2 separate regions of the Ovis aries genome follow, and region 2 is linked to region 1. Evidence: chromatin contacts called from public Hi-C data. All regions are on one chromosome and are shown on one strand. The core of a region is the stretch at or near the end of the contact, and the rest is flanking DNA. Distances in the headings are between cores, read along the strand shown. Region 1 overlaps TNS1 (tensin 1). Region 2 overlaps TNS1 (tensin 1).

Region 1 (3,553 bases), core at 396-2,895:
GGTAGCTTGAGCTCCTGCCCAGTTTGTCCCCTACTGGAAAAAGGGGCCTCCCCAGCCTGCCTGGAGCTGGTAGGCAGTGGAGCCAAGATCTTGCGAAAAACACAGGGGTTGTACTTCTCTGAGCCTCAGTTTCTGAATTTGTAAAATAATACCGGTTTGGGGTTGTCGGGGCAGCTAGAAGTGGTTTGTGTAACTAACAGCTGGAGGTGCAAGCCAAGAGAGTTGTTCTAGGGCCTCTCTGGGGTGTGGGAGGAGCCGGCCACCTGCTCCCCCCACACCAGCCTCTCCAGACCTGTTTTCCAAGGTTGGGGGTGGCAGGGGGAGGGAGGTCCTTGAGAACAGAGAGGTGAGATGGGGTGGGGGTGGGGCTCAAGATTTCTGAGCACCAAACCCTGGGAACCTTGGGCTTCCCCTGATGGAGTGTCAAAGTGGGCTTCTGGGCTGGGCTCTGGACCCATGCTGGGTGTCCCAACCTGCCTCTCTCTGCAGCCCCTCCTCTCTGGATGGCCGGTGAGCCCCTTTCTCCTTAGTGCCTGCATGCATGCTCAGTCCTGTCTGACTCTTTTTGACCCCATGACTGTAGTCCACCAGGCTTCTCTGTCCGTAAAATTTCCCAGGCAAGAATATTGGAGTGGGTTGCCGTTTCCTTCTCCAGGGTATCTTCCCAACCCAGGGACTGAACCAGTGTTTCCTGCATTGGCAGGTGAATTCTTTATCCCCGAGCCACCTGGGAAGCATCTTTCTCCTTAGTGGGAGACTGAAGGAGGAGGGTCCTGGCTTTGACAGAGGATGAAATCCTTACTAATGTCTGACTTCAGCACCTCGGGACCTGATGAGGCTGCTTAATTAGGACCCATCTTCCTCTGGTCTGATAAAGACCAATGGGAGGGGCAGGAGATGAGGGGCTGGAGATGTCAGGCTTGGAGCTGGGGTGGCTGGCAAAGGGTTTCAGGTGCAGCCGCTCTGGCTTCTTGGCTTATTTCTGGGGCCCCTAGTCTCTTTCACTCCAGAAAGGGAAACAGGCCCAGTTGAGGGATAGTGCTGAAGCAGGGCAGAGGAAAGCCCTCCCAATTACTAGACTCAGAAAAAAGCAAATCAGAAATGAGTGCGGTGCTGAGGGAGGGAGAGAGTGGTTTGGGGAGACTAGGGGGACTTACTGTGTACTGTCCCCCAACCCCTATGGTATTAGCTTTCAAAGCTATTAGGCTTGCAGAGGTGTGGGTACCAGTGAGCTGGAACGAGGGTAGTGGGGGTGGCAGGGCTGCCAGCCTTGCGGTTGTGCCACCCCCCAGGTGTCCCTCCATTATGCACGGTCACCCGTGCCCTCGCCTCCTTCCTAATCTCCAGTCACCTGAAACTCTTTCCCATAGGATGGGTTGGGGGGCTGGTGGAGGCCTTCAGAAGGTGCAGCTGGGTCCCTGGCCAGCTCTCTCACCCAGGTTGGGGACCCTGGCCATCTTCCTTCTCTTCGACACTTTGATTTCCCTCCGGGAGGGTGGTTGGTCTCCGTGGAGTGGGAGCTTGGGTGGGGTGGGGGTGGTAGGTGGGCCCTAGCCAGTCCCTGGCGCTGCCTCCTCCAGGGTTTATCTGGTCGCTCTAATCCCTGCCTTTTTAGGGCTGGAAGCCTGTAGCTTGGGCCTGGGTGTTTTTGGAGGCAGACAGGGACTGGCCCAGGGGGGTGGAGTCCCAGGGAGCTGGTGAGGCACAAGGTGCTAGAGGAGGGGCAAATCCTGTCCATCTGCCACTGTGGGGAAGGGCTCCAGTCCCGGGTCAGATCCCCTGGAAACTTCCTAGGCATTCTCCAGCAGAGAATATGGGGGTCCCCCAGTTTCCTAGCCCTTGCAGGCTTCCTCTGCACTCACCTATCTTCTCGCTGGATTACAAGCTCCTTGAAGGCAAGCCTGTGCCTTTCGCCTCCCTGGTGATGCTTGTTCTACCTGGCAGAATGCTGCTTAACATGAACCGATGGACTAATGGTCTCAGGGGACAGTTTTAGATAGCTTAAAACATTTTAAGTTGATTCTTTAATATAATTTTTAAAGGTCACACTCCATGTACAGTTATTACAAAATATTGGCTATTTCCCATGTTGTACAATACATCCTTGTAGCCTACCTTACGCCCAATAGCTTGTAACTCCCCTTCCCTGCACTTATTCTCTAGCCCCCCCTGCCTGCCCCCCGCGCCCCCGACCCCAAACGCAAACACTGGTAACCACTAGTTTCTTCTCTGTATCTGTGAGTCTGCTTCTTTTTTTTTGTTCTATTCACGAGGTCATTGCATTTTTTAGATTCCACATATAAGTGACATCATACAGTATTTGTCTTTCCCTGTCTGATTTATTTCACTTAGTATAATGCCCTTGCCAGTTTTAATGAGACTTTCTGTTCCATGGTTTGTTTGTGAGGATCAGATGAGTTAGTTTCTTGAAAACACTTTGAACAGTGCCCAGCACATAGTAAGTGCTCAATAAGTATTAGTGATTATTATTATTATTGGTGGTGGTAGTGGTGGTGTTATTCTAGGTGCCCAACTCTGGGTTGGCTCTTTTCTCGCCTGTTGTGGCTGTTCCAGCCCTAAGACAGGGAGGGTTATGGGCCCAGAGAGTGGAGGAGATAGTGGCATTGTTTTCCCTTGAGGGGTCCTAGCCTCAGAGCCTAGAGAAGAGATTTCCTTTCCCTGCCTAACTCTCTGTGTGACTGAGGGGAGGTGGGAGATAAGGGAGCCTCTCCAGGCTTTCTCTGCTGTGTTTATGGAGGACTCTGAGAAAGCTGCCATCACTGTAAACAAGATGCGTTATTATAAACCAGCCCAGTTTTCCCTTCTTGGCTCCCATCCCATTTGTTGATGAGAGTCACCGAATCAGAGACTCCCAGGCTCAGCAAGGATGTGGCCTGGCCTCCAGGCAGGCTCCCCTTGACCATGGGCTACATACATAGGGGTAGCATCTATATTTTAAAAGTGGGATCCCCCCAATAATGCTGCAAGTTGCATGCCCTCTAGGTCTCTCTGAAGTCTAACCTGCATCCCTCTTGCTGTAGCCTTAGTTCAGTCCCCTGTTGGTAGGAGGTGGGGGAGAGCCATGCCCTGCCCTTCCTGTCTGCCTTGAAGCTGGCAGCTCTGACCCCGTGGTGGCAGTTGCAGGCTCCTGGTCATGCTCTTTCTCCATCTCAGGCCTCTCTTGGGGTCATCTGCTTTCCTGCGCCCCTGATGTTCCTCATTAGTCAGGGTCAGCCCTCAAGACCTGCCACATACACCCTCCACCTAGTCCTGGTTCCCACCCAGGGAGGCTGAGGTTGCTCCAGGTCGGGGGGGTGTGAGCTCTGTTTCCGGACCCCTGGCCCGCCCAGTTGCAGCTGTAAAAGGCATTAAGCAGTTTTTTTTTTTTTTTTTTAATTCTTTTGAGGAAAGAATAGGCTTGGGCTGATGATGATGACAGCTGGGGAGGGTTCCTGAGTTCAGCTCAGCCCTATCTGTCTTCCCCGTCATAGCCCCTGCTAATTTCTGTCCCATTTCTAGGCCATTGCTCATCTAGAGGAGGGGCTTGCCTTTG
Region 2 (3,553 bases), core at 573-3,072, 45 kb before region 1:
GGAGCCTACTGTAATTTGAGTGGTCATGAAAAGACTCTGGAAGAGGTAGCTTTCAGTGGATTCTAGAAGTAGAAGATGGATGTGGATCAGTGAACAATGGAGAGCTGGGGTGAGGGAGAGCCTTCCAGGCAGTGAGAACAGCAAGAGCAAAGGCCCTGAGGTACGAAACAGCTTGATGCACGCTGTGAATGTCAGGAGTATGAAGTCTGATGCTGGAAGAAGATGGAGTCCTGGCTCTCACTGTGCTCCCGGTGTCTAGACTGGGCTTGGGAGGCCTGGAGTGGACCCTTAGGGATGCCTTAAAAAAATGTAATCTATTATTTTTGGCTGTTCTGGGTCTTCACTGCTGCACAGGCTTTCCTCTAATTGTGGCGAGCAGGGGCCATTCTTCATTGCGGCGTGCAGGCTTCTCATTGCAGAGGCTTCTCTTGTGGAGCACAGGCTCTAGGGCACTTGGGCTTCAGCAGCTGTGGCTGTAAAGCGCAGGCTCAGTAGTTGTGGCACACAGGCTTAGATGCCTGAGGCATGTGCGATCTTCCTGGATCATGGGTTGAACCTGTGTCTCCTGCATTGGCAGGCGAATTCTTAACCACTGAGCCCATCAGGGTAGCCCTTGAGTTCATCATGCTCAGTTGCTCAGTCATGTCTGACCCTTTGCGACAACAGGGACTGCAGTCCTCCAGGTTCCTCTGTCCATGGGATTCTCCAGGCAAGAATACTGGAGTGGGTTGTCATTTCCTTTTCCAGGGGAATCTTCCCAACCCAGGGATTGAACCCGCATCTCTTGTGTCTCCTGCATAGGCAGGCAGATTCTTTACCACTGAGCCACCTGGGAAGCCTGGGGAGGGAAGCCCTACGGAATGCCTTTTTGATTGACTATGAGACACTGTAGGGAGGGTTATGGCTCAGGAAAAGACTAAGTTTTGGGTGGGGATGATTAAATGGGTGTGTGTGTTAGTTGCTCAGTCATATCTGACTCTTGGACTGTAGACCCAGGACCCCATAAACTCTAGCCCACCAGGCTCCCCTGTGTGGAATTTCCTAGTCGTGAATACTGGAGTGGATTGCCATTTCCTTCTCCAGGAGACCTTCCCAACCTAGGAATTGAACCCAGGTCTTCTGCATTGCAGGTAGACGCTTTACCATGTGAGCTACCAGGGAAGCCTGATTAAATGGGGGTGCACATAAATTCCAGGGGAGATCTTCAGTCAGGTCAATGCAGCAAGCATTTATTAAGCCTCTACTCTGTACTAGGCACCACAGTGCCTAGTACATATGTGTGTATGTACGTGTTTAAGAGAGAGAGAGACAGAGAGGGAGAGACAGAGAGGGAGAGACAGAGAGGGAGAGACAGAGAGGGACAGAGAGGGAGAGACAGAGAGGAAGAGAGAGAGGAGGTCTCACGGACTGCAGCACGCCAGGCTTCCCTGTCCTTCACTATCTCCCGGAGTTTGCTCAAATTTATGTCCATTGAATCATTATTCTTGAAGACCTGGCATTTGACTAGCAGAGGAAGAGGAGAGCTCCTTGCATCAGGAGGCACTGGCCCAGTGGACACCTGCCTGGCTGGAAGGGCCTTCAAAGCTTAGGCCACATGGCCTGAGGCTTTCTCAATTCCACATTCCAAGGCCAGGAAAGGAGGCCCGGGGATGGGAATGGGAAGGCTGCTGGTGTCAGAGTGGAAACACCCTCCGGAGGGGGTTGCCGCCTGGGGTGGTGACGGTGGGACACCGAGAGAAGCGGAAAGGCTAGAAGGATGGGAATGACTTGACTTGGGTGGCCGGGGGTGGAGAAGTCCCCGAGCTGGATTGTGTGACTGGTGGGGTCAGGAAAGCTTTGCTCAGCACTGGCTGAGTCACAGGCCTGAGCTGTGGCCAGAACTGGGTTCTGGGAGAACAAGGTCTGGCCAAGGTCACATCGCAGACTCCGCCCAGTGTCCTCCAGCTTCTGCCCCCAACCCCTACTACCGCAGACAGACCAGAAGCTTTCATGTGGGGAGCCGTGGAGGCTTTATTGACAGCTCTGGGCCTTCATGTGTGCCTCGGTCTCCCCTCTGCACTTCGCTGGGGGTCTGTTTGGCTTGAGGTTGGAAAGGGGCAGGTTACTATAGATTCGGGCTTCTTTGGTGGCTCAGCGGTGAAGAATCCGCCTGCCAATACAGGAGTCCTGGGTTTGATCCCTGGATTGGGAAGATCCCCTGGAGAAGGAAGTGGCAACCCATTCCAGTATTCTTGCCTAGGAAATCCCATGGATAGAGGAGCCTGGCAGGCTGCAGTCCGTGAGGTTGCAAAGAGTTGGATGCGACTTAGCGACTAAACAACAACAACAAAACTATAGATCCAGGAGGAAAGGCAGCTGACTGAGGCCAGGGCTGCGAGGATCTGGGGTCAGGGTGGCCCCTGGCTCCATGGCCCAGCTGCCTTTGCAGGCCTAAGCGCGTGCAGCAGCTCAGCTCAGGAGACCCCTCACCCCCGTCTCTGGGACCTGGTGGGAGGGGACTACCAAATCCTGGGTGGAGGGCCCTGGGGGTAGGGCGGGCAGGGCTGGGACATTCCAGGCTGAGGGAACCCCACAGGAAATTTGATTCCAACTTCTGGTAGTGGGAGGGCAGAGCAAGTCCTGTGTGTGTGTGTGTGTGTGTGTGTGTGTGTGTGTGTGTGTGCATGTATGTGTGAGTGTGTGTGTGTGTCTGTGTTTCAACTCACGTGTGTTTTCTCATAAACTTTTTGAGTTTGTGTCCACAGTCTGAGCCTGTACTCTGAGGGTCTCCCATGAAATTGTGTGTGGCTTGCCAGTGGGTGTGTGAGGCTGGCTGTGTGTGCTGCGTGTGCACGTAAGCTGAGTGTCCCTGTGTAAGTGGTTATTGGTGTCTGTGGGTGTCAGTGTGTATGTGTGCGTGCACAGGCCCTCTCCTGGACCGCGATTTGGGTCTGTGTGTCTCTCTTTGCCGGAATGAGAGTGATGTGGTTCTGGGGTGCCGCCGGCTGCCTCGTGTGTAAGGGGAGACGGTCCTCTTATTCCTGGCTCGGCGGGCAAGGGGCCTGGGTCCAGACTGGGTCGGCCAGGACCCAGCCACAGAGTGGGTCCCCTCGTCACCCGCTGCTCCTCCCAACTTCCCGCGCCCGCCCGAGGGGCTCTAGGCGACGGGGGCCTCGCCGCCTCCTGGGCCGCGGGTCCGCAGTCCCGGGCGTTCCCGCCCCGCAGGCCCCGGGGAGCCGCGGCAGCCCCCCGCCCCCTCCTCTCTCCGTTCCTCCTTCCCTCCGTCCCTCCTTCCCTCCCGAGCGCGGGTTACGGGCGGGGGTGGGAGGAGATTTCGCCGGAGTTTCCATTTCATACCTCGCGGCTAAACTTTCTTTCTGTGTCTCGCCTTCTTGCAGTCTGCAGCTTCTCCTGTCATCGGAAATGCCAGGCCAAGGTAAGGGGGCTGCGGGCCGCCGGGTCCCGCGGGGGACTGGAGGGCCGGACGGGCTTGGGGTCCCGGGACTGGAGCGGGGGCGCCGGCGGGCCGGGGGCGGTGCCCCGATCGTCCCCTCCTTCTCTCTTTGTTTATGCA

What was found. Hi-C and Micro-C count contacts between places; a contact is called where the count stands out from the background.
Region 2: a Hi-C map of liver shows a contact between it and region 1, with 2.0 times the contacts expected there. The contact joins two enhancer-like sites. A contact is called at or near these places in 8 of 16 Hi-C or Micro-C datasets (hypothalamus, liver, mixed tissues and 4 more).

The regions. Positions count from the first base shown.
Region 1 is chr2:220,054,778-220,058,330 of ARS-UI_Ramb_v3.0, reverse strand. The region is part of intron 3 of TNS1 (tensin 1); the gene reads left to right. Among named protein-coding and RNA genes, the nearest start is that of TNS1, 100 kb to the left of the region's middle. Within about 2 kb of position 1,645, at least 6 of the 54 cell types and tissues checked have an H3K27ac peak or open chromatin away from gene starts, as enhancers often do.
Region 2 is chr2:220,099,825-220,103,377 of ARS-UI_Ramb_v3.0, reverse strand. It overlaps TNS1 (tensin 1), which reads left to right. Exons shown (of 35, transcript XM_060411269.1): 3 at 3,378-3,415. Among named protein-coding and RNA genes, the nearest start is that of TNS1, 59 kb to the left of the region's middle. Within about 2 kb of position 1,822, at least 9 of the 54 cell types and tissues checked have an H3K27ac peak or open chromatin away from gene starts, as enhancers often do.